Linked DNA regions of Mus musculus: region 1 is linked to region 2. Evidence: chromatin contacts called from public HiChIP or PLAC-seq data. All regions are on one chromosome and are shown on one strand. The core of a region is the stretch at or near the end of the contact, and the rest is flanking DNA. Distances in the headings are between cores, read along the strand shown.

Evidence for each region. HiChIP or PLAC-seq counts read pairs in DNA pulled down with a chosen protein or histone mark.
Region 1: an H3K4me3 HiChIP or PLAC-seq map of the SCID.adh cell line shows a contact between it and region 2, with 18 read pairs. The contact joins the enhancer-like site here to the promoter of Gins2 in region 2. A contact is called at or near these places in 4 of 39 promoter capture datasets (3T3-L1-derived adipocytes, hippocampal neurons, liver and 1 more), 3 of 484 Hi-C or Micro-C datasets (the HL-1 cell line, cerebellar granule neurons and nephron progenitors), 7 of 115 datasets of contacts at active chromatin or transcription factors (the 230-238 cell line, the SCID.adh cell line, embryonic stem cells and 2 more) and 3 of 9 other capture datasets (adipose tissue, liver and pancreatic islet).

Annotation. Positions count from the first base shown.
Region 1 is chr8:120,512,915-120,517,170 of GRCm38.p6, forward strand. It overlaps a transcript of Gse1 not described here. Among named protein-coding and RNA genes, the nearest start is that of Gse1, 22 kb to the right of the region's middle. Within about 2 kb of position 1,412, at least 40 of the 459 cell types and tissues checked have an H3K27ac peak or open chromatin away from gene starts, as enhancers often do. A contact at or near this core is called in the SCID.adh cell line and cerebellar granule neurons, where this site is marked.
Region 2 is chr8:120,587,559-120,591,564 of GRCm38.p6, forward strand. Gins2 (GINS complex subunit 2 (Psf2 homolog)) reads right to left here and starts at 1,517. Exons shown (of 5, transcript NM_178856.1): 1 at 1,368-1,517; 2 at 1,167-1,281. The coding sequence starts at 1,457. Gm10614 (a long non-coding RNA gene) reads left to right here and starts at 1,619. Exons shown (of 4, transcript XR_003947476.1): 1 at 1,619-2,496.

The DNA of each region.
Region 1 (4,256 bases), core at 162-2,661, 75 kb before region 2:
ATTTATTTTTAATTCCCTTTACATCCCGATCGAGCCCCCACCTCTCCTCCCAGTCTCTCCCATTATCCCCTCCCCCCTCTTCTCAGAGAAGGGGAAGCCCCCTTGGGTATCACTCCCCCACGGGATGCCAAAGTCCCAGCAGGACCAGTTACATCATCTCCTGCTGAGGCCCAACCAGGAAGTCCAGGTAGGGGAAGGGAAGCCAACATCCAATGGCAGGTAAGAGAGTCAGAGACAGCCCCAGGCTGATCCACTTGAAGACCAAGCTGCACATCTGCTACAAACAGGGGGCCTTGCGCCAGCCAACTTTATTTTATTTTGAGACGGGGTCTCTCGTAGCTTAGGCTGGCCTTAGAAGTCACTGTGTGGCTGAGGATGACCTTGAACCCCTGATCCTCCTGACTTCCCCTCCCAAGTGCAGGGATTACAGGCTGTGCTGCTGTGCACTGTTGATTCCATGCTGGGATTGATCCTAGCCTAGGGCTTCATACAGGCTAGGTCAACCGAGCCACAGCCCCCAACCCAGTCGTAGCTTTTTAGAAAGTCATACACGAGAGAATGTAGGTGGCTGCTGACCAGAAGACCCTGGGCCTAAACACACACACACACACACACACACACACACACACACACACACAAGCGCTAATGTGAACTCGCACATGCAAACTCGTCCGCAGACACCCACCTTATCACACCCCTCCCTCCCTGATAGCCAAAACGCCAGCTATCTACCCCACCCCCACCCCCCAGCCTGTGCCGGGTCCCGAAGCCTCCAGAGCTCTTCTTTTGTCCACCTCCCAACTCAAAAAACAAAAGCTGAGACCTGGCCCCCCTCCTGGTAGAGCCATCAAAGTGAAGAAGCCTGACCCAGAAAAGGCAGTTGGTAGAGGGGTGTCTGGGGCCTCCTTGGCTTCCCTGGTGGCGGCTGGGGGGGAGGGGGCGTCGGAGGGAGCAACAGCTTTTATGTAGGGACAGTGATAACCCACTAAGTACAAACCACCATTTCAAAGCGGCTTCATCACCGCCACATCCCACTGCGATGTCTATAGATTCCTTTGTCACCTTCAATTGGCCCTAATTACGGAGCCAGAGGCTGCCCGATCAGCTTCACTCTTGTCATGAAATCCTGAGGGCACGCACGGGGACAGCGACACAGGCTTGCCAGCTGCACAGCCCGCAGACCGGCCTTGGGTCTTTGTGTGTGTCCCTGTGTGTGTACCCGTGCTCGCGTGTTTGGAGGCCTGTCCTCCCCTGTCCTGTGTGCTTTGGCTGGCTGGATCTCCTGGATTTAGGGGTGGGGGGGGCAGGGGGCGGGTTGGAGCCCCCCTCCCATACACACACACACACACACACCCCATAGGCCTCCCAGCTGAGAACTGGCTAGCGGGGCTGTGCATATGGTAAGCAGGCTGGGCTGCTGGCTAGGCAGCCCGAACACCTGCAAAGATGAAAGGCCCAGCCAAGCGCCGCACACCCGGGCCTTCCCTCCACGCCGCCTGTAATACCCTAATTATGCTGTGTTTGTTTCAGTAATTTACACTCTCTGGGTACTGGTCCATCAATAATGGATGTATTACCTGTCTGGGGAAGGTTTGGAAGATCCGGGAAGCGGAGGGTGGGGGAGGCAGTGGCCTCCCCAGCAGCCTTTTCTCTCCCAAGCTCCTTCCTACAAGGTGATGTGTTTGGAGGCCCAGCAAGGCTGGTTCTCCATACGACTTTCCCGTCCTCCCTCTCCTTACCCCCCTTCCCGTTTTATGCCTTTTTAATATTTAAAGCTGTCGTTGGGCTGAGCCATAAAATTCTTTCAAATCGAATTTTATTCTCCAATCTCAAGTTCTGGCTTCACTCTGGCGGGAAGAGTTAGTTGGTTGAGGGGGGGGGTGGCAGCGGTAGGGCGTGGGGGTAGGGGAGGGGAATGCTGTTGTGTCCAAGTGTCTGGTGTCCTGAGAGTCCCCTGAGTGATCCATCTTCTGTCTCCAGCACTTACGGGATCAATGGTGTGTGTGTGTGGGGGGGGGGGTGATGGTGGCAGGGGTTGTGCTTGAACCTGATGTCACTTGTGAGAGCCATCCCAGATAGCCCAGGGAAGGGTGGTCACTTAAAATCCCAAGTACATATCCAGCCAGAGGGTCTGCCTGAATGTGTGTCTGCGCACCATGTGCGTGCCTGGTACCCATGGAGGTCAGAAAAGGACATCAAGTCCTGCGGAAGTGGAGTCACAGTTGGTTGTCAGCTACCGAGTAGGTGCTGGGAATCAAACCCCAGTCCTGGAAGCGTAACAGATCCTCCAAGCCATCTTTTAAAAGTGAGAGCAGACAGAGCCGCCTGAGTTTTGATGCTTGCAGCTTCTACCTGGCTTGTCTGGGGAGGGGCTGGCAGGACCTAGGAAGAGTGTACTAGGCCTCTAGACACCAATCTCTCTCTGGGTCCTAGAGGCCTCTCTCTCCCTGTTGGTCTCTAGGGTATTCAAGGTCAGGCCTGTCCAGGTGGCTCTGAGCCATTTGAGCCTGAGGGCCTCTGCCCGCCCTTTAGTCTTGTTGGTGACTTGAATAAGGTAATAATTCTGTTTGGGGGTTGGAGCCTGCTGCTTGTAGATGTGGTCCATACTTCATGGAGAAGAATGGCTTCCACTGTTGCATATGGCCCCTCCAGACTTCTCTTGCATCTTGCAGGATTGTTGCTGGTTACAGGTGGGTGGTTATCTTCTTGCTGTCCACAACCCTTCCATTGTCATTACCGTCTGTGGGTCCTTCCTGGGCTTTTTTTGTAAAGCTGACTTCAATGTCAGTTCTGCTACCCTGGGGGTCAGGGAGACAGACTTCAGCTGTGACCCAGGCGTTGCTCACGTGTGCTTTGGGGTGCTCTGCCAGCCTGCCTGGGTTCTCTTCCTGCCTCTGCCACTCACTGGCTGTGTGGCAAGGGACTCAACCTCTCTGTGACTCGCTCGCCTACCTGTAAAATGGGGACAAGAGGATAAGCCGCACCTCAGTGGGAGGTGGGAACTGCCATGGAATAACACAGATGGTGCTGCCATTGACAGTAAATTTCTGTCTGGGTGTGGTGATGCCTGCTGCCTGTCCCTCTCAGCACTGGGTAGATGGAGACTGGATGAGCAGGAGCTCCAGGCTAGCCTGGGCTACTTCAGTCCACATCCTTTAAAAAAAAAATTGAATTTTCTATCAGTTATCTTTGATACCTCAGGAGTGTCTCCATTCACAGATCAGGCCCCTGGGCCTGCTGGGATAAATTTAGGGGTTCGAATCTGGTGTCTGGGGTGAACAGCTTAACTTCCAGCTCCCTTCTCGGAGGCTAGGCACCCACAGGCAGGTTTGTCTGGGTGCTTCAAGGAGGAGGAGTTGGGCTCAGCCTGACCTCTGGTTCTTATTCTACACACGGCCTTTCTCTTTCAGTTCTTGGGTTCAGATGGCCTGGGTCACTGTTAATGATTCTCCTTCACACAAAGTCACACACTCAGGTCCCAGGGGTGGGGTCTTTACCACCTAAGTTGTCAGTTCTCCCCCACAACTCCCCCCACCCCCAATATTGGCTCCTACAGGGGCTCCAGGATCATTCCCTGCCCTCCTGGGAGCAGGGCCAGTCCAGCTGTCTGGCAGCCACGCCTCCTGGCCAAGAGTGCAGCCGGGCTTGGTGGGCTCCCAGGCCCCGCCCCTCCCACCCCCTCGCCCCTCCCACCCCCTCGCCTCGCTCTGAGCTTTGCGCATGGAAAGTTTAACTTGCTTCTTGATAGCCAGCCCCCTGCTCACGCCTGGGCTCCGGGGATCCCTGTTGTCACCTCATCTCTCCCTTGCTCCCGGCCCATAGACCCTGTCCTCTGAGGGCTGTGCTCAAGGGCAGCTTCCGGTAGCTTCCATTTGATTTTAAATAATTCCAGAGATCAGAAAGAGAAATGTGTGTCCCCATCTGCCAAGGGGCCTGACTGAATGCCTCTTTATTGCACTATCCCATGTAGAGGCCGAGCTGGTTCAAGCCTGGCCTCCAGCTGACTCACATGACCCGTGTGTTCCTCTGTGTGTGTGTGTGTGTGTGTGTGTGTGTGTGTGTGTGTGTGTGTGTGTATCTGTCTGTCTGTCTGTCTGTCTGTCTGTCTGCCTGTCTGTGTTCTGCAGACTGGAGAAGGCAAAAGAGGACAGCTCTCCTCTTAGGGTGGGGATGCATGGGACACATCAAACCTGGGATGTTCTGGTCTGCAGATCTGACTCCCACCTTGGGCAGTATCTGTAGGGCCCATGGAGAAG
Region 2 (4,006 bases), core at 267-2,766:
CAAAAATAAAAAAAAATATTTCAAAATGGGCAGTAACCTAAATACCCATTCACAGGATGGGTAAGTAGATGCAGAATACTCATGCAAGAGAAAACCTAGGATAACAAGGTGATGGCCACGTGACCACAGGCCAACTGCAAACCACACATTTCCAGAAGACAGAGCCGCATGGCACACGACAGCATTCTGTTGACCTCAGATCCCAGGACAGAGAGGCCTCCTGCACTCCTGACTGCTCCTCTCCATGTAGCAAAGGCAATAGAAGTCTGTTCCCCTGCTCCCCAACCCTGGCCAGCAGACACTGGGAAATGGACTCAGGCTTTGGGGGACAGGGGTGCTAAAGATGCCCCTCAAGGCACAGAAACTGGGGTCCCAGTTTCAAGACTATCAGAGTCACCAGACAGTGGTGGCGCACGCCTTTAATCCCAGCACTTGGGAGGCAGAGGCAGGCGGATTTCTGAGTTCGAGGCCAGCCTGGTCTACAGAGTGAGTTCCAGGACAGCCAGGGCTACACAGAGAAACAAAAAAAGACAAACAAAAACAAAACTTGTTTAAGGTTGCATCTCTGTTCCCCAATCCCTACCTGTACTGGCTAGTTTTGTGTCAACTTGACACAGCTGGAGTTATCACAGAGAAAGGAGCCTCCCTTGAGGACATGCCTCCATGAGATCCAGCTGTAAGGCATTTTCTCAATTAGTGATCAAGGGGGAAAGGCCCCTTGTGGGTGGTGCCATCTCTGGGCTGATAATCCTGGGTTCTATAAGAGAGCAGGCTGAGCAAACCAGGGGAGGCAAGCCAGTCAAGAACATCCCTCCATGGCCTCTGCATCAGCTCCTGCTTCCTGACCTGCTTGAGTTCCAGTCCTGACTTCCTTGGTGATGGAAGTGTAAGCCAAATAAACCGTTTCCTCCCCAACTTGCTTGTTGGTCATGATGTTTGTGCAGGAATAGAAACCCTGACTAGGACACCACCCCACCCCCAGACAGGGTTTCACTGTGTAGTCCTGGCTGTTTGTCCTGCACCTCCCTCTGTGGACCAAGCTGGCTTCAAACTCAGAGATCTTCCTGCCTCTACCGCCTCTAAAGAGTGCTGGGACTACAGGCGTGCGCCATCACTACAGCCCCCTCCCCGTACAAGCCCGCCCACCCGGGCCCGGGAATGCTCACCCACATCCATCCATTCCGGAGGTAACAGGCGGCACTTCTGTCTCTGTTTCAGGTTAATGGCCAGCCACAGGGGCACGTCCACGGGTAAGCCGGGGTTGAAGGGCCCCAGGTCCCCCTGCAAGGACAACGCAGACCCCAGGTGGAAAGGAGCGGTGACCCGAGCATGATCCCAGGCCGCCGCCCCGTACCGCCCTGGCTCACCCCGATCAGGTAGATCTTGTCCAGACTGAAGTTCGGGATGATAGTCACCAACTCCTTTTCGGCCAAAAACTCCACCTCGGCCGCATCCATGTTGAAGAGTAGGCGGCCCAGGCCCGTTACCGCCCCTCCGCGACTCAGAGGCAGCGCCTCAGGCACTTCTTTCCCGCCACCGCGCGGGGCCCGCCCCTCGAACGGAAGACGTCCTGCGGCGGCCCTATAGAGACGTTGCTCTCTTCGCAGCCTCCAAGTCACAGCTAGTACAAACTCGCGGATTGGTCTGTAGGCGGAGCTGTACGCCGGCCCCGCCCCTCTAAGGCCTACCGATGCCCTTTCCAGTACTTGGGCTCCACGCTTCCTGAATCCTGATCCAGCGAGTTACAGCCCTGACGGCCCCGCCCTACTACGTCACTACCCTCTCTAGGCCCCGCCTCTGGCCCGTCCGCTTTTTTTCATTGGTCTCCGGGTCTGCCTCGACTCCGCCTCTTGCCCGCCTACCACGCTCACGGCCCCGCACCTACCTCGTTTGGGTCGGGTCTGTACAGCCCCGCCTCTTGCTCCCGCCCCTCCTTCGTTCGGCCTCGCCCCTCCTGCGCCCGCCCCCTTCTGTCCACGAGCTGGAGGCTGTGTACTTATGGCTTCTTGCTCCTTTGCGTCCTGCAGCAGGCTGAGTCCCTCGCCTGATTCCACTCTTTGAGGGTAAAGGTTTGGAGCCGAGTTTTCACCTGCGCGAAACACAGATCCAGGAATAAACGCATTCATCTCAAAGTCAGCTCCGGGTCCCCGGACATGGCTGGCTGGTCCACACAGACGCCATATCGAAGGAAGTGTTTTCCCTTTAATTTTAGTCTTTGCCCTTTCTACAGATGGTTTAAAAGCAATGAAAATGCGCCTCCCCTATCTGCTCCATGCAGATCCTTCGAGACAGAGCCCAGAATCAGAACTTTGGCAAACCAAACCTCAGGTGAGACTACAGGGACAAGTTTGCACACGTATTATCATTCTTTTATTATTGTTGTTATTGCAATTGTGAAGATGGAACCCCGGTCCTCAAAAATGATAAGCACAGCCTCTTCCACTGAGCTATACCCTGGAGCCTGATGCCCTCAAGCCTTCTGTACAGAGTGCCTTGGTAAGCCAACAGCCCTAGAGTCCTTGCATTAATATGGCCCCACAGGGGCATTTTGAATCAGGAGTCTTGTGAGGACAGCTGAACTATTAATAGGCATTATAATCAGGGTGACTCTGGCAGGGTGCCAGCAGACCAGGGTAGCTCCTGGGGAGGAATAGGTCACCTACAACTGGTAAGGACAAGAGGGGCTGGATCTGAGTGTGAAACCCTCACCACTGGGCGCTGAGGTGAGGTGTAATCTTAGTATTCCATAGGTGGAAGCAAGAAGGATCACCAGCTAGGGACAGCCTGAGTCACTCAGCATTTCCTATCTCAAAAATAAAGATATGCAAGGATAGGGGCGTACTCTAATAGAGGGGTTACCCCCTGTCTTAGTCAGGGTTTCTATTCCTGCACAAACATCATGGCCAAGAAGCAAGTTGGGGAGGAAAGGGTTTATTCGGCTTACACTTCCATGCTGCTGTTCATCACCAAGGAAGTCAGGACTGGAACTCAAGCAGGTCAGGAAGCAGGAGCTGATGCAGAGGCCATGAAGGGATGTTCCTTACTGGCTTGCCTCCCCTGGCTTGCTCAGCCTGCTCTCTTATAGAACCCAAGATTACCAGCCCAGAGATGGTCCCACCCACAAGGGGCCTTTCCCCCTTGATTACTAATTGAGAAAATGCCTTACAGTTGGATCTCATGGAGGCATTTCCTCAAGTGAAGCTCCTTTCTCTGTGATAACTCCAATTGTGTCAAGTTGACACAAAACTAGCCAGTACACCCCCCCCCCCCATGTACACAGCCCTGCTATAGTGGTTTAAATGAGAATGGCCCCCACAGGTTCTTAGATTTGAATGCTTGGTCCCCAGTTGGTGGAACTGTTTGGGAAGGATTAGGAGGTGTGGCCTTGTTGGAGGAGGCATGTCATTGGGGGGTGGGCTCTGAGGTTTCTTTTTTTTTTTTTTTTTTAAATATATTTATTTATTATTATATGTAAGTACATTGTAGCTGTCTTCAGACACACCAGAAGAGGGAGTCAGATCTTGTTACAGATGGTTGTGAGCCACCATGTGGTTGCTGGGACTTGAACTCTGGACCTTCGGAAGAGCAGTCGGGTGCTCTTACCCACTAAGCCATCTCACCAGCCCGCTCTGAGGTTTCAAAAGCCCATACTGGGGGCTGGAGAGATGGCTCAGTGGTTAAGAGTACTGACTGCTCTTCCAGAGGTCCTGAGTTCAAATCCCAGCAACCACATGGTGGCTCACAACCATCTGTATTGGGATCTGATGTCCTCTTCTGGTGTGTTTGAAAACAGCTGCAGTGTACTCATATAAATAAATAAATAAATATTTTTTAAAAAAAGCCCATACCATTCCCAGTTTGTGCTCTCTTTGCTTTGGGCTTGTGGATTGGATGTAAGCTCTCAGCTACTTCAACAGCATGCCTGCCTGCCTGCCTGCCTGCCTGCCTGCCTGCCTGCCTGCCGCCACACTCCCCTCCGTCATAGACTCTAACCCTGTGGAACTGT